Linked DNA regions of Ovis aries: region 1 is linked to region 2. The links are chromatin contacts, called in public Hi-C maps. All regions are on one chromosome and are shown on one strand. The core of a region is the stretch at or near the end of the contact, and the rest is flanking DNA. Distances in the headings are between cores, read along the strand shown. Region 1 has its middle 50 kb from the start of KLF9. Region 2 overlaps TRPM3 (transient receptor potential cation channel subfamily M member 3).

The links. A called contact is a pair of places that touch in the nucleus more often than the background predicts.
Region 1: a contact with region 2 is called in a Hi-C map of hypothalamus, with 3 times the contacts expected there. The contact joins two enhancer-like sites. A contact is called at or near these places in 2 of 16 Hi-C or Micro-C datasets (hypothalamus and tail adipose tissue).

What each region holds. Positions count from the first base shown.
Region 1 is chr2:66,186,366-66,189,372 of ARS-UI_Ramb_v3.0, forward strand. No RefSeq gene overlaps it. Among named protein-coding and RNA genes, the nearest start is that of KLF9, 50 kb to the right of the region's middle. Within about 2 kb of position 1,321, at least 32 of the 54 cell types and tissues checked have an H3K27ac peak or open chromatin away from gene starts, as enhancers often do. A contact at or near this core is called in hypothalamus and tail adipose tissue, where this site is marked.
Region 2 is chr2:66,064,437-66,067,445 of ARS-UI_Ramb_v3.0, forward strand. The region is part of intron 20 of TRPM3 (transient receptor potential cation channel subfamily M member 3); the gene reads left to right. Among named protein-coding and RNA genes, the nearest start is that of KLF9, 170 kb to the right of the region's middle. Within about 2 kb of position 1,300, at least 35 of the 54 cell types and tissues checked have an H3K27ac peak or open chromatin away from gene starts, as enhancers often do. A contact at or near this core is called in hypothalamus and tail adipose tissue, where this site is marked.

The sequences.
Region 1 (3,007 bases), core at 71-2,570, 120 kb after region 2:
TCTGTCCATGGAATTCTCTGGGCAAGAATACTGGAGTGGGTTGCCATTCCCTTCTCCAGATCTTCCCAACCTAGGAATCGAACCTGGGTTTCCTGCATTGCAAGCAGATTCTTTACAGCCTGAACCACTAGGGAAGCCCTCCGGCCCCATTACCTCATGGCAAATAGAAGGGGGAAAGGTGGAAGTAGTGACAGATTTCCCCTTCTTGGGCTCCAAAATCACTGCGGATGGTGACTGCAGCCGTGAAATCAGAAGACATTTGCTTCTTGGCAGGAAAGCTAATGACAAACCTAGACAATGTGTTGAAAAGCAGAGACATTACTCTGCCAACAAAGGTGCGTATAGCCAAGGCTGTGGTCTTCCCAGTGGTCATGAACAGTTGTGAGAGCCGAACCATAAAGACGGCAGAGTGCTGAAGAATTGATGCCTTCGAACTGTGGTGTCAGAGAACACTCTTGAGAGTCCCTTGGACAGCAAGGAGATCAAACTAGTCAATCTTAAGGGAAATCAACTCTGAATACTCGTTGGAAGGACTGGTGCTGAAGCTGAAACTCCGGTATTTTGGTCATCAGATGCGAACAGCTGACTCATTGGAAAAGTCCCTGATGCTGGGAAAGATTGAGGGCAGAAGAAGAGGGCATCAGAGGATGAATGGCTGGATGGCATTCTGATGCAATGGACATGAACTTGGACAAACTTAGGGAGATTACTACCTTCAGGAGGTACAGAGAGGCCTGCTGTGCTGCAGTCCATGGGGTTGCAAAGAGTCGGACATGACTGAGCGACTCAACAACATCTAACCACCTAAAACCCTTATACTGTCAATTTCCTCAGGACATTGAGTAAATTGGGGACCACTGTTGGAAACCTGAAAGAAATCCACACACTGGAGGCCTTTCCTTTCCCTACAGGAAAATGTCTTTTGCTGTATTTTTGTCCCTTGAATGCCTTAGAGGGAAAAAAGAAAGGAAGAAAGAAAGAAATCCAGGAGAGCTGGTGGCAGACTTGTTCCTTTCCAGTGTGGAAGCCGGAGCACTGACTCAGAGAAAGGACATCGCAGGCATTTTGTTCTTCCAAGAATTGTAATGCTTGGGATTTTTAATTTCGAGCAGTGAAAAGCAAATGATCAGGGCCAAAATCAGAGAGAACACAACGATTTCAACAATTTGGGGGTTATCTTCCCTGTTTTTTCCCCTCTGTGTCTGTATGGTTCCTCAAACAAAGTGGGTTGGAAAAGTTCAAGCTTAGTTCACAGTAGAGAACATTCTGTACTCTGCACAACAGGCTGGGCTGCTCTCTGTAAAACAAAATCAACAGCATGATCTCAGCCACCGCGGCGGCAGGCACCACGCCGCCAGCCCACAGCCCCAGCGATTGAATAGACCGGCTGTCAAAGGCGCCCCGTGGACAGGACACGAGGAAGGCCCAGTGGCATATGCATGCACCACACACACACACACACACACACACACACACATGACTTTCTGCCCAGTTGTTACTTCACACACACACATACAACTTTCTGCCCCATTGTTACTTCTTCTCCCCAGAGGGTCAAGGAAGTTGTTTGGATATTTCTTTTTGGAGAGTTATTACAGCTGAAACATTTCCAAGGAAACAGCCCCCAGATGTACACTTCTGCTCTGGCATTGATTGGAGCTTTTTAGCCTGTTAGGATGTTACTGTAATCAAAGGACAGCATCAACACATCACTGCCTCCCTACTAAGGGAAAGGGAGATGAGAAAAGAAAAGAGTCAAGTTGGTGTTTTCACCCTTCCTCCACCCCCTCAGCTTTTCAGTTTACTTCTGGATTCACAGCCTTTGCTGCTTTTGTCTAGAATGTAGCATGCATGTAATTCAGTAAATATTTGTTGAGTGCATGTTTGGTGCCAGGTTCATAGTAAAATAATACCTATAACAGGGTTATTCTTGTGAAGTGAAAACCTGGCCTTGAAGCCAGGCAGTGGAGGAGGAAAAGAGACTGAGGGCTTCCCTGGTGGCTCAGCTGGTAAAGAATCCACTTGTAATGTAGGAGACCTGGGTTCGATCCCTGGGTTGGGAAGATCCCCTGGAGAAGGGAAAAGCTACCCACTCCAGTATTCTGGCCTGGAGAATTCCATGGACTGTATAGTCCATGGGGTCGCAAAGAGTTGGACACGACTGAGCGAATTTCACTTCGCTTCACTTCACCAGTGGAAGGGGAGAGGGAAAGGAAGGGGGTTCTCCAGGAGGGTTGAGAGATTAAGGTACTACAAGGCCCCAGGCACAGGTGAGCGAGCTTCAGGAAGACAAAGCAGACATCTGGAATGGGGCTGCCAGCCCAGTGCTCCTTCCATGCTGAATTCAAGCTTGTTTGCTCTAAGAAGAAATAGCAAGAATACACAACTGCCCGCAGCAGGGAGTGAGTGGAATTGCTGCCCCAGGACTTCTTTAAAGTCACCCTTTCTGCAGCTGCTGCAGGACCCAGAGACTGGAGATAGGGTGGGGTTGGGGACAGGGCGTGTGGAGACATGGCAAGTGAAAAAGCAGAAGCTTTTTGCCTGGGGGGCTTGGAATCTTGGCTTACTGTGTGGCCTCAGATGAGGTTCTCAGACTCTGTGCCTGTGAGTCTCTCCAGCTGTGCCCTCCCACAGCTGTTAACTGGGATGAGAAACCCCTGTTTCTTAGGACTATTGACTATTGTTATTACTAATACATAGTAAGTTCTGTTCAGAGAGGGCTGTTAACCAGGGCATCAGTTAAGAATTCCCACCAGTGTGTCCTCTCAGATGTTTTCACGCCCACCTAGTTCACAGCTTACTGGCTTCCTGGGTGTCTGCTGTGCACCTTCACTCAGCATCAAGCTCTGTGCAAGGCAAGACGACAGGCGTCGGACCAACAAAAGACTGTCCTCAGGAAGCTCTCTGCCCTGACCAGGGAGGGGGTTACACAGGGCAGTGATCACCCTGGGGCTCAATGGATACTTCCTCACAGCCAATCTTCCTTTGTGTTCAGGCTCACTTTTTC
Region 2 (3,009 bases), core at 50-2,549:
TATTCCTTCTCAACATTTATTATCCCCTTGCTGGGCAATAGCCTCTCTACCAGCCCTCGGCAAAATGAGCATATTTCTTGTCCTTCAGGTTGAGGGTATGGGTCTCTCTCTTCTCCCTCACCGCATCACATTAAAGAAGCCATCAAAATGCCCCCCTCTTGTGACACTTGAATTCAAGGCTAACCTTGGGCCAGCAGATTCAGAGCCTTTATACTAAATGCAGTCAAGCAGTCGTCCACCAGAGGGCTCTGCAACCCCGTCCAACAGGCTCCCAGAGCTGGTTCCCAAGTCCACAGGGATGGCAGGCTTGTGCAATGAGATTCCTCTGCATTTCCCCCTGAAACTAGTCAGCTGGCGAGGCTTTTTCTGGAAGAATTACTCCCTGTCAAGTCCACTGCATTCTCAAGAGCTCTACTTGCTGTACTATAGTCAGTGGGAAAATATATTGGGCTCCACAGAAAAAATAATTCCTACAAACCCACAAATTCACACTTGCCTTCATTACTGCTGCTTGCTGCTAAATTGCTTCAGTTATTCCGACTCTTTGCGACCCCATGGACTGTAACCCGCCAGGCTCCTCTGTCCATGGGATTCTCCAGGCAAGAATATACTGGAGTGGGTTGCTATGCCTCCTTCAGGGGATCTTCCCAACCCAGGGATCGAACCCATATCTGTTATGTCTCCTGAATTGGCAGGTGGGTTCTTTACCACTAGCGCCACCTGGGAAATCCCTGCTTTCATTACTAAGTCAGGTTAAAAGGGCCTTACTATCAGGGCTAAAATGTTCTCCTCCAAGAAAAAGTAGGATCATTTTTTAAAATATGTGTAAATGGTTAAGAGCCCTTCCCTTGGGTTTTTAAACTACCTTGGGATATTTAAATTCTAGCCATCACATCCCTATTTTGAGAGTCCCATTTTATAAGGAACAGGATTTTTATTGTTGTTAATGGATGCCTGTCTGCTCTCAGGCTTTCCCATCCATAATGCCTTCCACTTCCTGACCAGTGTTGTGTATTCCCCATTTGTAGACTGAAAACAGTAATAAATTCGCTGTGGTCTTTGTGTAGCTCTCTGAGAACTGAGGCTGCTACTGCTAAGGGCTCTGTTGCTGTGAAGAGCCAGCTCGCTGGCTTTGTGATTTAAAGCCTTAGATGCATATTCCTTCCCCATGATAAGCAGAAAAGGGAAAGGCTAGAGCAGGGAGACTGGAATCTCTCCAGGGACTAGACTAGAAGAAGACAGGGAGCAGTCTGTACTCCACGGACTGTTCTGGAAGAAGCTGCCAAGCCGGCGGGCTGCCAGGAATCTCCAGGCTGGCTATCCATTTCTCCTGAGGCGGCATATAACAGCAGGGAGGGCAGAGCCTGGAGCCCGGGGTCAGCAGGGGGTCAACCAAGAGCCCTTGTTTCCAAGGCAGCTGTGGGACGGGAGGCACTGACCACCTAAGTATCTGACCTTTTCCTCTCCGGCCCCGTGAGGTTGCCCCTCGCCCCACATGCCTGAATCCACTAAAGAAATCCTCGGGCGCCAAGGGTCCCGCCTTGAGCCGCCTCACAGTCAGCACGGGCCCTGCAGACCTCAGACGCAAGAGCCTGGAAACAGGGAAAATCTGTAGGCTTCTGTGCCTCCAGGGACCTACAAGGAGGGCTTTGTGGTTTCACATTCTGCCAACCCCTTCCCGGCAACACATTCTTCTGCACGGAGTCAGCCCAGCGAGCCGGGTGATCCTGTAACAGCACGTAACTGCTGCTCCGTGCGGGTGCTCATCCTCCTGCTGGGGCCTCCTCCGGCCACTTGTAAGGTAGATGACGCGGCTGTGAGGGCGTCCCTCTCCACAGCTGAGGGAACTAAGACTCGGGGATTGAGCAAATTCTCTGCATCCCACAGCTACGAAAGAGAGCTGGGTCTTAAACCAGACTGACCCGGCCTTAGGCCCACCCTGCCCGTGGTTACACACTGGGACGCTCCCTGGATCCCAGGGATCCTAAGAGAGGCCTCACCTTATGCACTCTGCTTTTATCTGTTTCTACGTTGAGATTTCACAAAGATACTTTCACTGTTTTTAAAAAAATATTTTGCTACAAACCTTAGAGTATGGACCAACGGTTAGAGAAACTCTTAATTTAAGACATTCCCAAACCCCTTAGGACACCTACGGGAGCACACACACTGATTTTTGTCTCGTTAGGATGGATGGGGAGCCATCAGGACAACAACTGCAACAGGAATTCCTCAAGGGCAGGACAGTGACTCCAACCTGTGGTCAGCAGCCTGACTGGGAACTTTTAGAAATGTAAATCCTCAGGCATATTAAAGCAGAAACTCCAAGGGTGGGGCTTAGGCAACTGCTTTCACCAGCCCTCCAGGTGATTCCAATGCATACTGAGGGCTAGGGGGTTAGGAATGAGGTACTAGAAGAATGAAGCTACCAGGTAGCTCCTGGTATCTTGTTCAGCCTTTCAAGCTCCAGTCTTGACTTACTAAGACCACCCTTCCTTACACTTCAGGCCAAGGCAAGCTACTAAAGTCATTGTGAAGATTCAGATCAATAGCTGCAGATTAAACCTGTCCCATCTTTGCACTCCCTTCTTTGAGAGATCCTGAACTGGGAAAGGGGTGGGTCATGGCTTGAAGAGGTGGAAATCTCAGAGGTAAACACAAATGATTCATAAAGGTAGCCCTGCTACGTAGCTTCACGAGGTTCCTCACACCCTGTGGTACAGAATGGGTGGCAATTCCTGCTATCCAGCTGTGCATTTCATAGAGTGTGGAGCAGCAAAAAGTCCCCTCTGGATTTAAGATAAGTCAGAATACCACCCAGCAGTTAAGATATACAAGGGAGTGGACAGTTACTATGGAGTATCTGTGCAACAATCAGTCAGGCAGTCAACAACTATTTCTTGAGTGTCTGTTATGTAGCAGGCCCTAGGGAACAAAGGGTCTGTCCTCAGAGTTTATAGATGAGAGGAGAGATCAAAGAATATTGAGAGGAATGCATGGATAGATGAT